Regions from separate parts of the Mus musculus genome. Here region 2 is linked to region 1. A link is a contact called in public Hi-C data. All regions are on one chromosome and are shown on one strand. Each heading gives the region's core, a stretch centred on a gene start, on an enhancer-like site or on the middle of the called end of the contact. The rest is flanking DNA. Distances are from core to core; before and after follow the strand shown.

Region 1 (5,926 bases), core at 2,898-5,397:
AGCTCTATGAGTTTAGAGACCACTGACATTCCCAGTGGCGGGCAGGTTTCCTTTCCTATGGTACCACTTCTAGAGATTTTAATGGGCTAAAGTATTTCTTGTACTTTTGGAGTGCTGGGTTATAGTTTTCCATTTCTGGTCAGGATGTGATCTTCTTGTAGTATAACTTGTGCTATGTGCAGTCATGCTACGAGTCCCTACCTGTTTCTCTTGATGGCTCAGTGTTTAACATTGTACTAAAGTCCCCAGCTGGTTTTGTTCTCTAAAGAAAGCCTATTTCTGCCCTGTGAGCACTCCTCTCTCTCAATGGGGTATCCAAGTTGAAGCAGCTTAGTAAGTAGTGTTCAGTCGCCAGCAGATAATCAGCTTTGGTCAAGGCTGAGCACTGTGCTCACATGGAAGCATTTCTGATTACCCTAAATGCAGCAAGAGTTGAATCTCCAAGAAGGAGGACCAAGAAAGAGGGAATTAGCAAAAAGGGTATGGGAGTGTGCTCAAAGTGATCATATTCTTACATGAAAATAGGCTTAGGTAGCCAAACAGAATAAAATAAGATAAAGAAGAAGTGGAGCAAACAATTTTAACTTCCAGATATAAACGGCCAGTCTTGGGAAAATGTACCCTCTTTAGAATGGATCAAATGAAAGCCAGATAAGTCCCCCAACACTGAGGAAAATGAGGGCTTCTTTGGCTTGCTTTTGTCTTCTGCAGACTCAAAGAAGCAGAAAAACCTTCAAGTATGACTTCTACGAGAAGAGTCCAGATAGAAAGACTCCCCAAAGGCCCCCAGTACTCCCTGAGAAACAATTTTCACAGTCTGGGACTCATAGATTAAGGGACACATGTCGGTTAGACTCTGTGGCCCTTAGCCAGCACAGAGGCAGCAGGACTGAGCTCCATCCCCTGCCTCCAGTACCTAGCAGGTGGAGCCCGTGCACGGCATATTCCCCTTCCCTTCCTTCATCGTTCCTGGTGAGTTTGCCTCATGCATCCACAGGGGAAGTCAAGTGTAAATAGAAAGTTCCAGCTTCCAGGTCAAGCTGCTGTCAGAATCTCCCTCTTCTCTCTGAAATGCTCACAGTCCCTGCCAGCTCTTTATTGTGTACCTGTCAGAACTGGCTCCTTCTAATCTCTCTGTGTACAGATTCCCTCCTCAGTGACAGTGTCACTGACCCAAGAAGTCCCTGGAATCAGGCTGTCTCTTTCCAAACAAATATAGTTATGGCTGGATGCTTCTCCTCACTTTCTCGCCAATCAGGTCTCTGGTATGAGGAGCTATTTCTTCATCAGCTGGTCCCATGTGCTGATTACAGAGAAAGATGTGCCATGGAAGAAGCCTGTCAGGCAAAGGGTGCGAAGAGTTACTCATGGTGTCCTGCTTTGCAGTACATTCTTGTCACTAAGACTAATACCGGTCTAGACAGAGCAAGACCCCAGGGTGGGCTGGGCATTGGATTCTGGGGTCTCTTGCCTAACAGAAATGTCCCGACTGTATATTAGAAGGAGAATGCAAGTGATGTGTATAGAAATGAGTGGACACTGTGGAAGTGAAGGTGGGGAACCTCAAGGCCAACTTACAGAGGAAAGCAGGTGACAGAAGACTCAAAGAACAGCAAGAAGAATCTAGAAGGAGGGCTGGAAAGGAGACACTAGAGAGATGGGAAAGGAGTAGGGAGCAAGGAGTAGCTCATCAAGTCAGGAGGTGGACAGTGGGCTGTCTGGAAATCATAGACGAAGACTGCAAAACAAATGGTTGGTAATTATGACCCTGGAGCGAGGCAGCCAAGTGGTCAAGGGTTGTTGTCCATGTCACACATCCCTGGGGGCCAAGTTATCATTCACAATTTTAGAGTTGCGCTGCACCTCACCTGAGTGACTTCTGGGGATAGGCATGCTAGTGAGAATCCTGTCAGACAAGGGATGAAGGCAGAACCTCACCACCAGCTGAGAAGTGAATAGAGGTGGGGTGCAGTGTGGGGACAGGGCGGGGCAGGGTGGAGTGGAAGCCCATGAAAGTGCTTTTTGAAAGGTGTTCGAAGTTAAGGGAAAAAAATGTGATTAAAAGGACTTGGGGAAAAAATCGTCATGATTTCCTCTTGCATTATAGCTTGGGCTTCAGAGTCTGGGCATGACAGGGAAGGGAGGGGTTAACAAAGGAATAGCTGTGACAGATGAGGAGACAGATGGAGGGAGAGGAACTCAGCCACTCAGAGACAAGTATTTGAGTCTCTCCACCCTTTGCTGGACCGTAGCTGTGGAGAGAAGGCAGCTTCCTGGTGCACAGAACCTACACTGCCCACCTAAGCCATGCTACAGGGAGAAAGCCCTTGGAGAGCGGGTGGAGAGAGCAGTTCATCTGGAGTTGGAGTGTGCTTCCTTGATGAGATGATCTTTTGTGTGAGCTGAGTGCCACTGAAAACCAGGGCAAAGGTCATTCTTGGCAGGTGGCAATGAGCATAGGACTTTCAGAGACAGGAAGAGACCAGCATGGCTTGGTCTGGAGCCAGCAGAGGCATGCAATGAGACCAGAGTATTAGGTGAGGCAGACCTCTCAAAGCACAGGACACTTCCATCGGGGATGCCCAGTGACCAAAGTATATGACGAATCAACCACCAGAGCCTGGGGTCTGTTTAAAGGTCTTCGCCGGTCTCTCAGCCTGCCGGAGTACAAGCAAGAGCCTTCTTCCAAGTCTGCCCTCAGGACTGACAGCTCACCGGAGTCAAGATGAGTTTAACATCATGTCTTCCTTGGAAGGTATCTGAGTCAGGCCCAAGACCTGACTACTTCTATTGTCCCCTACCAATGCTGTGGTGAGAGGAAGGGGACAAACGGGACTGACTATGTTCCTACAAAGACACAGCTGCACCAGTCTTTCACAGAAGGTGAACGCTGCTGCCCTCCTGCTCTGTGGCTGGAACCTGCTTTTCATTTGATGCCTTTTTTCCATACTTCACACTAGCTGGCTGCCTCTTGCTGTTCAGACTTCTTATGGTATCCCCTTGGCTCAACTCAGAAGTTACACCCTTTATATTTTTGGTCTTCTTCATCCACATAAACATCTCAGGTTCCTTAATGCATGTATTATCAAGAAGGCAATCTGATGGAAAGAATTCTCACGGAAGCATTAGCCAACTGGTATCACTGTTACACTTGCAAATTAGAGGATTTGCTCAGAATATTTAGGATTATGTCTGCCAAGGGATGAGCTTTAGAAAGACAGGAGCAAGACCTGGAAATGGACACCCTTTAAGAGGATGCTGGCATATGCTAAGGCTGGTTTTGTCCCCCTTCCCCCCCCCCCCCATCTTAAAGGGATAGAGAAAGCTAACTTCTGTGTTAAAAAGTGAAGTTGGAAATAACTGTGTGGTCTAACGGGGGAGAGTTACAAAGCAGCACGTTGACACTACCCAGGCTTCAATCTAGCTTCTCTGGTTAGGGCTAAAAGTAACACAAAGACTCCACTAAAGGCTACAGAAACACAACTAGAACACCTTCTGTGTATGCTGTATGCATTTCCTGGCTTAGTATTCCTGATATAGGTGTTGCTGTGCTCCCTTTTCTAGGTGAGACAGGGTCAGAAACATAGAGTAATTTCCTTAGAGTCGCAGGGACATACTTAAGATCTGTGGCACGCAAGCCCAGGCTGTCTGAATCCAAAAGCTGCTTGTCCTATGTGCTGCACAGTCATGCCTTGCCCTAACATGATGGCTCTTGACTTGGCCAGGGCTTGAGACATATCTAGCTTACAGATCTTCCATATATCAGGTCGAGTCCTCCCTCCTCTGTCCTGGCCTCAGTTTCCTTATCTGAAGACCAGGGAGACAGTGGAGATCACTGGAAGATGAGTATTCTCAGGTCAGTTAAAGATTTGCTTGATCTGAAAATGCCGGCTATGAGTCTCCTGCTAGGCTCTGAGAAAGAGGCCACGCCAACACTGGTTGAGCATCAGGCAAAACCACCAAGCCCCAGATGGATGTGACCTCTGGGAGTTCATCCAAACACTGGGGTTTGGGGATGGGTGGGAGGGCAATGTTCCTCCTCCAGCAGGCTGAGTTTAGCCAGCAGCGAGTGCCAGGGTCTCCTCCACAGCCCTGCCCAAGCTGCTTTCAAGGTGGGGCAAGTTGGGAGTGTTTCTCCCTCTTCTGGTGAGAGCCAAGAGGTCAGGAGGAGTGTAGCTGTGACAGATGGAATCTGCAAACTTGTTTGGAAACACCCTTTTCAAGTGCACCCTGAGACAGGATTAAGAGAACAGCTTTGGCCCGTTTTCAGGACTGTCATCTGCTGAACACCTCCAAGCTCATTTGAAGGAAGTGACAGAGAGACTGAGATTGCAAATCAGGGAACTTGGCCTCCCCACCTCCACCAGCCGGAAGAAAACAAAAGCGCCTTAAGTAGGAAAGTGACACAGCGCCATCTCCTGGCCAGTAGTTGTCTGGCCCTTGGGGGCCTCTGGTCAGAGTCAGGACTCCTCTACTTCAAGGATTTTGACAAATTGTGCTAGAGGGAAGGCCTGTCCTGGCTTCCAGGAGCTAGGGTGCAAGCATGGGAATTGCATTCACTCTCAGTTTACAATGTGGACATATGTGCGCACTCATGTGTTTTACACAAATACATGCACATTGAAAGTCAATTTGAACATCAAGTAGGATTGACTTTTCTGTGAGGCACAATTCCTCTTCTTGTAGGCAGCTTTCAAGGTTAAACTCATCATGATGAGGTTATGCACTCCAGAGCCAGTGTGTGTGGGTTCAAACCTCAAGTTTTACCATTTAGTCGCTGTCAAGGTTTAAGCAAGTTACTTAACCTCTTTGGGCTGCTCGCCTCTTCTATAAATATGAACAATACTGATACTCCAGCAGCATATTGTGATGAAGCGGTACAATGTATGATCATCACCCTGTACATACTAGCTGTAATTATTGTCCAACAGAGCATGGCTCTCATGTAGTCCCACCATCTGTAGAGTCAACCCATTAAGCTCCATTCTAAGTCTTGTTGGTCAATATGTCCCAGGCAGACATTTCCAGTTAGAGAAAGTTAATGTTAGAGACACTATTTGGTTAACATAGGTGCTACTTACACTCTATATAGCCTCTACGAGGTTTAAGAGTCATGACTGTGGAACTCCCATGTCCTTTGTCTTTATTAAGTCAGTCTGGCAAGGTGGTGGGCCCGTTGGTGCTGTAGACTGACTGATGACACTCTGGCGGACAGGGTGGATGTGTCCTCTCTCCAACTTAGGGAAATTTTCCTCCTGGCTTTTCCTACCTTCATCTGCAAAGTATCCCAGGGAAGCTAGCAGAGTGGCTTCCAGGGGAGCCGCAAGCATCTCGAGAAACTCTGACTTAGATGGGATACTTACAGACACTAACCAAAAAGAGCTCTTTCCATCTAGAAAAATGATGGCCAGGAGACAGGCTGCCAAAGTCAGAGGCTGGCTTTCCCAAGGTCAACCATAAATCAAGGTGAGCACATGTTACAGGAGCCAGTGCTGGAGTCTTGAGGGGGTGTGGGGCCTGATGACAGGGGGATTATCTCTTCCCATTCCGTCTGCTGCCAGGGAAGCCAGGCATGTGTCTGCTCATTGCCACCAAGGAAGCCTTCCTGCTGTTTAATGAGGGTTAGCTTGCCCTGGGAAGGAAGGCCTGGCCTGCACATCTGTCTCATCAAAGGGGTCAAAGGCTTAGGACACAAAGGTCTCTCAGGCCTCCATTCTCTGGCCTTTATCACCCCCCAGAAGCCATCCTGTTAACGTGCTCAAACAGCCGTGACTTTGCCTCTGCTGTGTTTGGGGAGTTCAGTCTGGTGAAGAGGGAAGAGAGAGAGAGAGCCCTTGGAGTCTCTCAGACTTCGCACTTGGCTGCCTCTCCTGAGGAGGACCTGAACCGTGACTCATCTGGGGTAGAATGTTTTGTTAGCAAATCC
Region 2 (6,000 bases), core at 3,014-5,513, 85 kb before region 1:
CCTGCACCTGTGGCTTTTCTACCCCACAGTTTCCTGCCTCCCAGTGGGCAGCGCAGGGCTCCTGGTTTTCCGTAGCTTCCCCGCTGGTCACTGAGGCCCCTCCAGCGGAGGGCTCGTGCAGAGGAATGCGGTTTGGCTGCCCTTGAGTTGAATGATGATCGAGGACCTTTGGAATGTCCACAAAGCCCCCACACTCTAGGCCTCCTCTGTCTCTTTCCCTCACCGGGGTAACAGATGGCCCCGGCTTTCACCAGCCGGGCCCGAGCACATTGTCACTCCCAGCTGAAAGTGAAATATTCAGTGGCATTTAAATTAAATAGACTCTAATGCTTCAGTAATATTAATTACGTTTTCATTCATCCCTAGCCTAATAAATCAATGCGTAAAGAGGGGATGCTCGGGAGGCTGGCAGCCGAGTGGGGCCACTGCGCCTTTGTGTGAGGCCGCACACAATGCCCCCATTCTTACAGGGCCCTGCTTGCCCCTGCAAACATCTGTGCTTAGCGCCTCTTGAGGAGGAGCCAAAGTGGTAACATTTACACTCTGCGTCCAATTTGTCCCTGCACCAGGGCCTGAGTCAAGGCAAATGTAAAGCCAGAGTCACAATACTCACTACATGTAGAGCTGTTGCTGCTGCTGCTGCTGCTGCTGCTGCTGCTGCTGCTGCTGCTGCTGCTGGGGGTGGGTTGGGGTGGTGGTGGCAGCGATGGTTTGTCTGTACAACTGCCGGGGGTTAGAAAATTGGGGGCCGAGAGAGCTAGGGAACTGGTGGAGAGAGAGAGAGAGAGAGAGAGAGAGAGAGAGAGAGAGAGAGAGAGAGGTGTCTGTTGGTGCTAAGATCTCTTTCCTAGCTGGAGCCAAGGGAGGAAGGAGACAAGCTAGCCAGCAAAGCCTGGACAGAAGAGGAAGGAAAGAGGGAAGGAAGGAGAGGAGGGGAAGGAAGGAGATTAGGATGTTATTACCGAATGAGCAAGCATTTAGTAGGAGCAGTAACTGGGTGTGTTTATGCCTTCCAATGCTCTCTAACACAAAATAGCAACTGTAACTAGCGTAGTAATTTAAACTTATTTGTAGATCATAGAAATTAAATGTTTGCTGCCCTCATCTGCTACTGGAGGCCAGGCTTCCCACCTCTGAATTCTACTTGGGAGAGAGGATGTTGGGGATATGGTTTAGGCTGGGGGCAAAGGGCTGATGTTTGAGAAGTTTCCAGCATTTCCCCTGGTTTCTGTGGCTCTTGGCTTTGGGGAGGTCCTGTCCCCAGCGAGCAGTGGCCCCACCCCGCTCCCAGCTATACATATGTAAAAGAAGCCAATAAAACAGTCCAGAGGGCCTGCCCTCCTAAATCTTCAGGCGACAAAACCTCCCTCTTGTGATGCTTCAAAGCTGCCCAAAGCTACCAGTTTACCCCTAGAAGTCCCTACTCAAAGCCTCTGATTGGAAAATAAATAGCCTTGCCCATAAAAGTTCAGGCCAATTGTTGGTCCAGGAATGGGAAAGGGCCGTGTGCATCAGTGTGTGGAGCTCCGGCCTCTCATTCCTCTAGGGAGGCACCTCTCTTCCACCAGATGCAGGTTGTGGCAATAGAAATGGTTTCTGAGGAAAGTTTGAAATAGTGACTATTAGGTGTTCGGTAAGCCACTCAGCAAACCTAGACACATGATGCTAGAAAGCCACGGTAGCACTGTCCGTCAGAGAGAGGGGAGTATACCACCTGGCCCCTCCACTTACATGTTTTTCTGTTTAGACAATGTGTTCCACCATGCCGTAACCAAAATTGGGCCACTAGGAGCATACTGCTTTGTGATTTGCTCCTGCCCCCAACGAATATGACTCAAAAAATATTTAAACACCATTAAATGCATATCCACGCTATAACATTTTAAATGATGAATTTTGCAGATTACAGTTGAAATGCTATTTATTTAATTGATCCCCAACTGCTGTATATTTGATTTTCTTTGCCTCCTTTTTCCTCTCACATATATTATAATAAATTTGCTCATGGCTAAATTGAGATGCATATCTCTGAGTATTCTTTGTGTTGTTGTTTTGTTTTGTTTTGAGACAGAATTTCAAAAAGCCCAGGATGGCTTCCAACTCACTAAGTAGCCAAGGATGGCCTTGAACTTCTCTGTCTGTCTCTGTCTCTGTCTCTTTGTGTGTGTGTGTGTGTGTGTGTGTGTGTGTGTGTGTGGTTGCATGTGTCAGTGTGTAAGTGGAGGCCAGATGTTGGTGCTGGGTTATTCCTCAATCAATTCTCCACCTTGGTTTTTGAGAGAATGTCTTATTTAACCTGGAGCTTGCCCATTTGGTCGGCCAGCAAGCCTCTGTCCTTCCTGACCCTACCTCTCCAGTACTGGGTTTGCCGGTACAAAATACTGCACCTAGCTTTCACATGATATGGTGTACTGGATAGTCTCATGTCAACTTGACACACAAGCTAGAGTCATCTGACATGGGGGGAACTTAATTGAGAAAAGGCCTCCGTAAGATCTGGCTGTAAGGCATTTCCTTAATTAGTTAGCTATGGGGAAGGGCCCAGCTCACCGTGGATGGTTCCATCCTGGGCTGGTGGTCCTGGGTTCTGTGAGAAAGCAGGTTGAGCAAGCTATGGGAAGAAGCCAGTAAGCAGCACCCCTCCATGGCCTCTGTATCAGCTCCTGACTTTAGGATTCTGCCCTGTTTAAATCCCTTTCCTAGTCAGGAATGATGAACAGTGCTGTGGAAGTATAAGCCAAATAAATCCTTTCCTTCCCAAGTATCATGGTGTTTCATAACAACAATTGAAATCCTAAGATAGTTGGGTATCAAATTCAGTGTCTCCTGCCTACACAGAAAGCACTTTACCATCTGAGCTATCTCCAAGGCTCTATTTCTAAGTATTCTATTAGAATTATCGAAGAGAAACCGCTAAGCCTAAGTAATTGCACACATATATTTTGGGAGAAGAAGGCCTGATTGCGTGTTTTTGGCTTTGAAAACTGATTTAGAAGGCCGGGGAAGTAGCTTAGCAGGGCAGCACTTGTCCAGGAACTGTTAGGTTCTGGGTTCAAATTCCCAGGATGGAGAGAGAGATGGGTTTGGGAAGTTATGTTTGAGCCCCAGATCACATTCCACCCATCTTTAACATCTTTGCATCATCTTGTTGGTATTTATGGTTCAACACTTGCAGCTTCAGAATGAGGGTGGTAGCAGAGCCTGTACCCCAGGAAAGAACTGTTCCCTCTAAGTGCCCACATTGGAAGCAACCTAGTATAGTGCCCAGTCTGTCTCAGGAATCGCTTGGAGCCAGACCAACTGTGCCTTTCATTGTGTACCCAAAGGGTTATCACTCAGCCTCTCTGAATGAGTTTCTTCATCTGCAAACTAGCAAGTGAAACTCATGTTTACTTGAAGACTCAGTGCGGATAAACACAGCACAGCGCCCGATCCGTGGTTAACTCTTCAGTAAGCATGCAGTAATACACATGATCTAGATGACCCTTAAAGCAGCCTTTTAGCTGTTCAAGTTGCAAGTCTTTCCCCGAAGCAGCAAGAAGACCATGAATTGCCACCCACGCCACAGAGGTGATTTCCTGAACGCTGAAGTCCTGCTGTTAGCAGAGCCCTGTGCTGTGCATGCGTACATCGAGCTGAGTTGTATGTACCCCAGGAACTTCCTGGCTGGAAGGAAAGGGAAACAGCAGTGACTCAGATCCAAGGCGCCAACCAGGAACAGAGATGCATGTGACAAGAGGCATTTGGAAGAGGCAGTGCAATGACAGGTCCACCCAGTCCAGGCTTTGCTAAAATGGGGGGCTGGGATTAGAGTTCTGCCTGGCTTAAATACTCACGCATTTCCTCTGTACCTATCAAGAAAGCCAAGGTTAAAGTGCTCCTGGAGTAGACCAGGTCTGCCTGATAGGTCTGTATTTTGTGTTGTCCCGCACGGGGGTCCTTGCAGTGTGGCAAGGGTGACTGAGGAGCTGAATTCTATCTTGCACTGAAATGTTACCCGCAGTTGCTGCGTTAGATGGCATATTGAGACAAGGAAGATGCATTTAAAAGGAAGGTCTGACATCGAGGATCAAAGTCTTTAATGTCGAGCAAAGTGGGAGGACTTAAAAGCAAGAAGGGCAACGGACAGACTCCAGCATGAAAGGATCCTTCACGGCCACCAGGCTGGTTTTGTGGAGGCCAAATCTCTTGCTCCTCGTGAGCCACACAGGAATTCGGTTGCTGTGCTCTGACCCTGCCATCTTTGTGGCTCTTTGTCAACCAGTCTGGGGCCAGGCCAGAGCCCGTGGGGAGGGCTCCCTTTGGCAAACACACTTCCCTTCTTCTCTGTTTGTATTTGGCATTAAACCGAGTAACTGTCTCATGCTGAAACCACCACACGTGTCTAATTCCCATTTTGTTTTCTGTCAGACTCAGGCAGAGCACCCATGGAAAAGCTGGCACTTTTGGGTCACAAAGAGTGTTCTCTCTGCACTTGCTGATGGCTGGGGATGCACTGGACATGAACTGGGCAGCCATGGGGACTGCAGGCCTCCATCAGAATCATTCAAATCTGAGTTGAGCAGCCTTGGGTGGGTGTGTCCAACATACACTATGGGAAGGAAGAGGAAAGAAAGAACAACCGCTAGAATAAAAAGATGTTTTCTACTGTGTTGCTTTTCTTTATTCCTCTTCCTTTTTTTGTCCCTTCCTTCTTTCCCTCTTCCTTCTTATCTTCTTCTTCTCCTTCTTCTTCCTTTCCTCCCTCTCCCTCCCTCTCTCACTTGCTCTCTTTCTTTTCAGGTAGGCTTCTCACTGGAATCAGGAGATTGCAGATAGTCTGGGCAAGCTTGCCAGTGAGCCCAAGGGACCTGCCTATCTCCATTTCTCTAGATCTGGGATGACACATGCTTGCCACCACACCAGCCCCAACCCCCCCTCCCCATCCCTTTAAAATGAGGCAGGATCTCATGTAGCCTTGGACAGCTTCAAACTCACCACATAGTGGAACATGACTCTGAACTTCTAATTTTTTGCCACCTTCTCCTGAAGGCTGGGATTATAGGCTTGTGACACCATTTTATATAGTTCTGGAAAGCCCAGGACTTCATGTCTGCTAGCTACTCTAGCTATCTGAGCTGAATCCAAAGCCAATTATGGTATTTCTAATTCCCAAGGTCTTAGTGTATGAAGCAGGCCCCTTCTTCCGGTATCAATCCTTTCCCACTGCACCTTCTGGTAAAGGTCAGGATGGATGCAGGGACTTCCTGAGGCAGGGCCAGCACCACCACACACAGGCCTTCTTCCCCTGGATCCTGGAGCAGGCACAGGACAGGTGTTCAGTGAAGATCGCTTGTTGGAGGAAGAGATCCTTCTTCTCGCCCCCACATCTTCACAAAAACACCCAGTGTCAGTTTTTGTGCCTAACAAATATGAGTCCCTTATGCTCCACAGACATAAAACAAGCAAAAAAAAAAAAAGCAAAAAGCAAAAAGCAGTTTTTATCCACTTTGTAGAGATTGGATACGTTGAGTAAGTTCAATGCAAACTTGAGTTTGATCTTCAAAGAACCCCAAATCCCACTACTTAGATTAAAGAAGCATCCCTCGGGAGCCCATTTTATATAAGGAGATAGACACTAATCAAATATGATGTGTCTGACGTAGCCACCGACAGTCAGTCCTTATCCCAAGTCAGTTTATGGAGCAGATGGATGGTGGCTACAGCTGCTAAGGGAGGGTTCGTGACAGCTGCTCAGGGAGAGCGCCCTTCAGGGGAGGATGAGCCCCGAGGACACTGTAGTGATCTCCAGAACATTTGAACAGTGGCAAGGTGAAGGGGCACACTCTGCCTCTATGTCAGGGACACCTCATATCTTGGCAAATCTGAGTGATTGTGAATACTACACCGGCACAAGACAGGACAGCTGCCAATGGAAACCCACTAGATTAGTTACTTCAAACTTTACAGAAATCACTTCAAATGTAACAAACGTTTTTCCTCAACTCTTACCCACTGACA

The links. Hi-C and Micro-C count contacts between places; a contact is called where the count stands out from the background.
Region 2: a Hi-C map of cerebellum shows a contact between it and region 1, with 2.8 times the contacts expected there. The contact joins two enhancer-like sites. A contact is called at or near these places in 12 of 484 Hi-C or Micro-C datasets (cerebellar granule neurons, cerebellum, cerebral cortex and 6 more) and 3 of 115 datasets of contacts at active chromatin or transcription factors (embryonic stem cells, neural progenitor cells and stem cell-derived neural progenitor cells).

Annotation. Positions count from the first base shown.
Region 1 is chr2:105,521,887-105,527,812 of GRCm38.p6, reverse strand. The region is part of intron 1 of 4930527A07Rik (RIKEN cDNA 4930527A07 gene); the gene reads right to left. Among named protein-coding and RNA genes, the nearest start is that of 4930527A07Rik, 48 kb to the right of the region's middle. Within about 2 kb of position 4,147, at least 19 of the 459 cell types and tissues checked have an H3K27ac peak or open chromatin away from gene starts, as enhancers often do. A contact at or near this core is called in cerebellum, where this site is marked.
Region 2 is chr2:105,606,629-105,612,628 of GRCm38.p6, reverse strand. The region is part of intron 1 of Pax6os1 (paired box 6 opposite strand 1); the gene reads left to right. Gm35946 (a long non-coding RNA gene) reads right to left here and starts at 1,114. Exons shown (of 5, transcript XR_866617.2): 1 at 614-1,114. Within about 2 kb of position 4,263, at least 16 of the 459 cell types and tissues checked have an H3K27ac peak or open chromatin away from gene starts, as enhancers often do. A contact at or near this core is called in cerebellum, where this site is marked.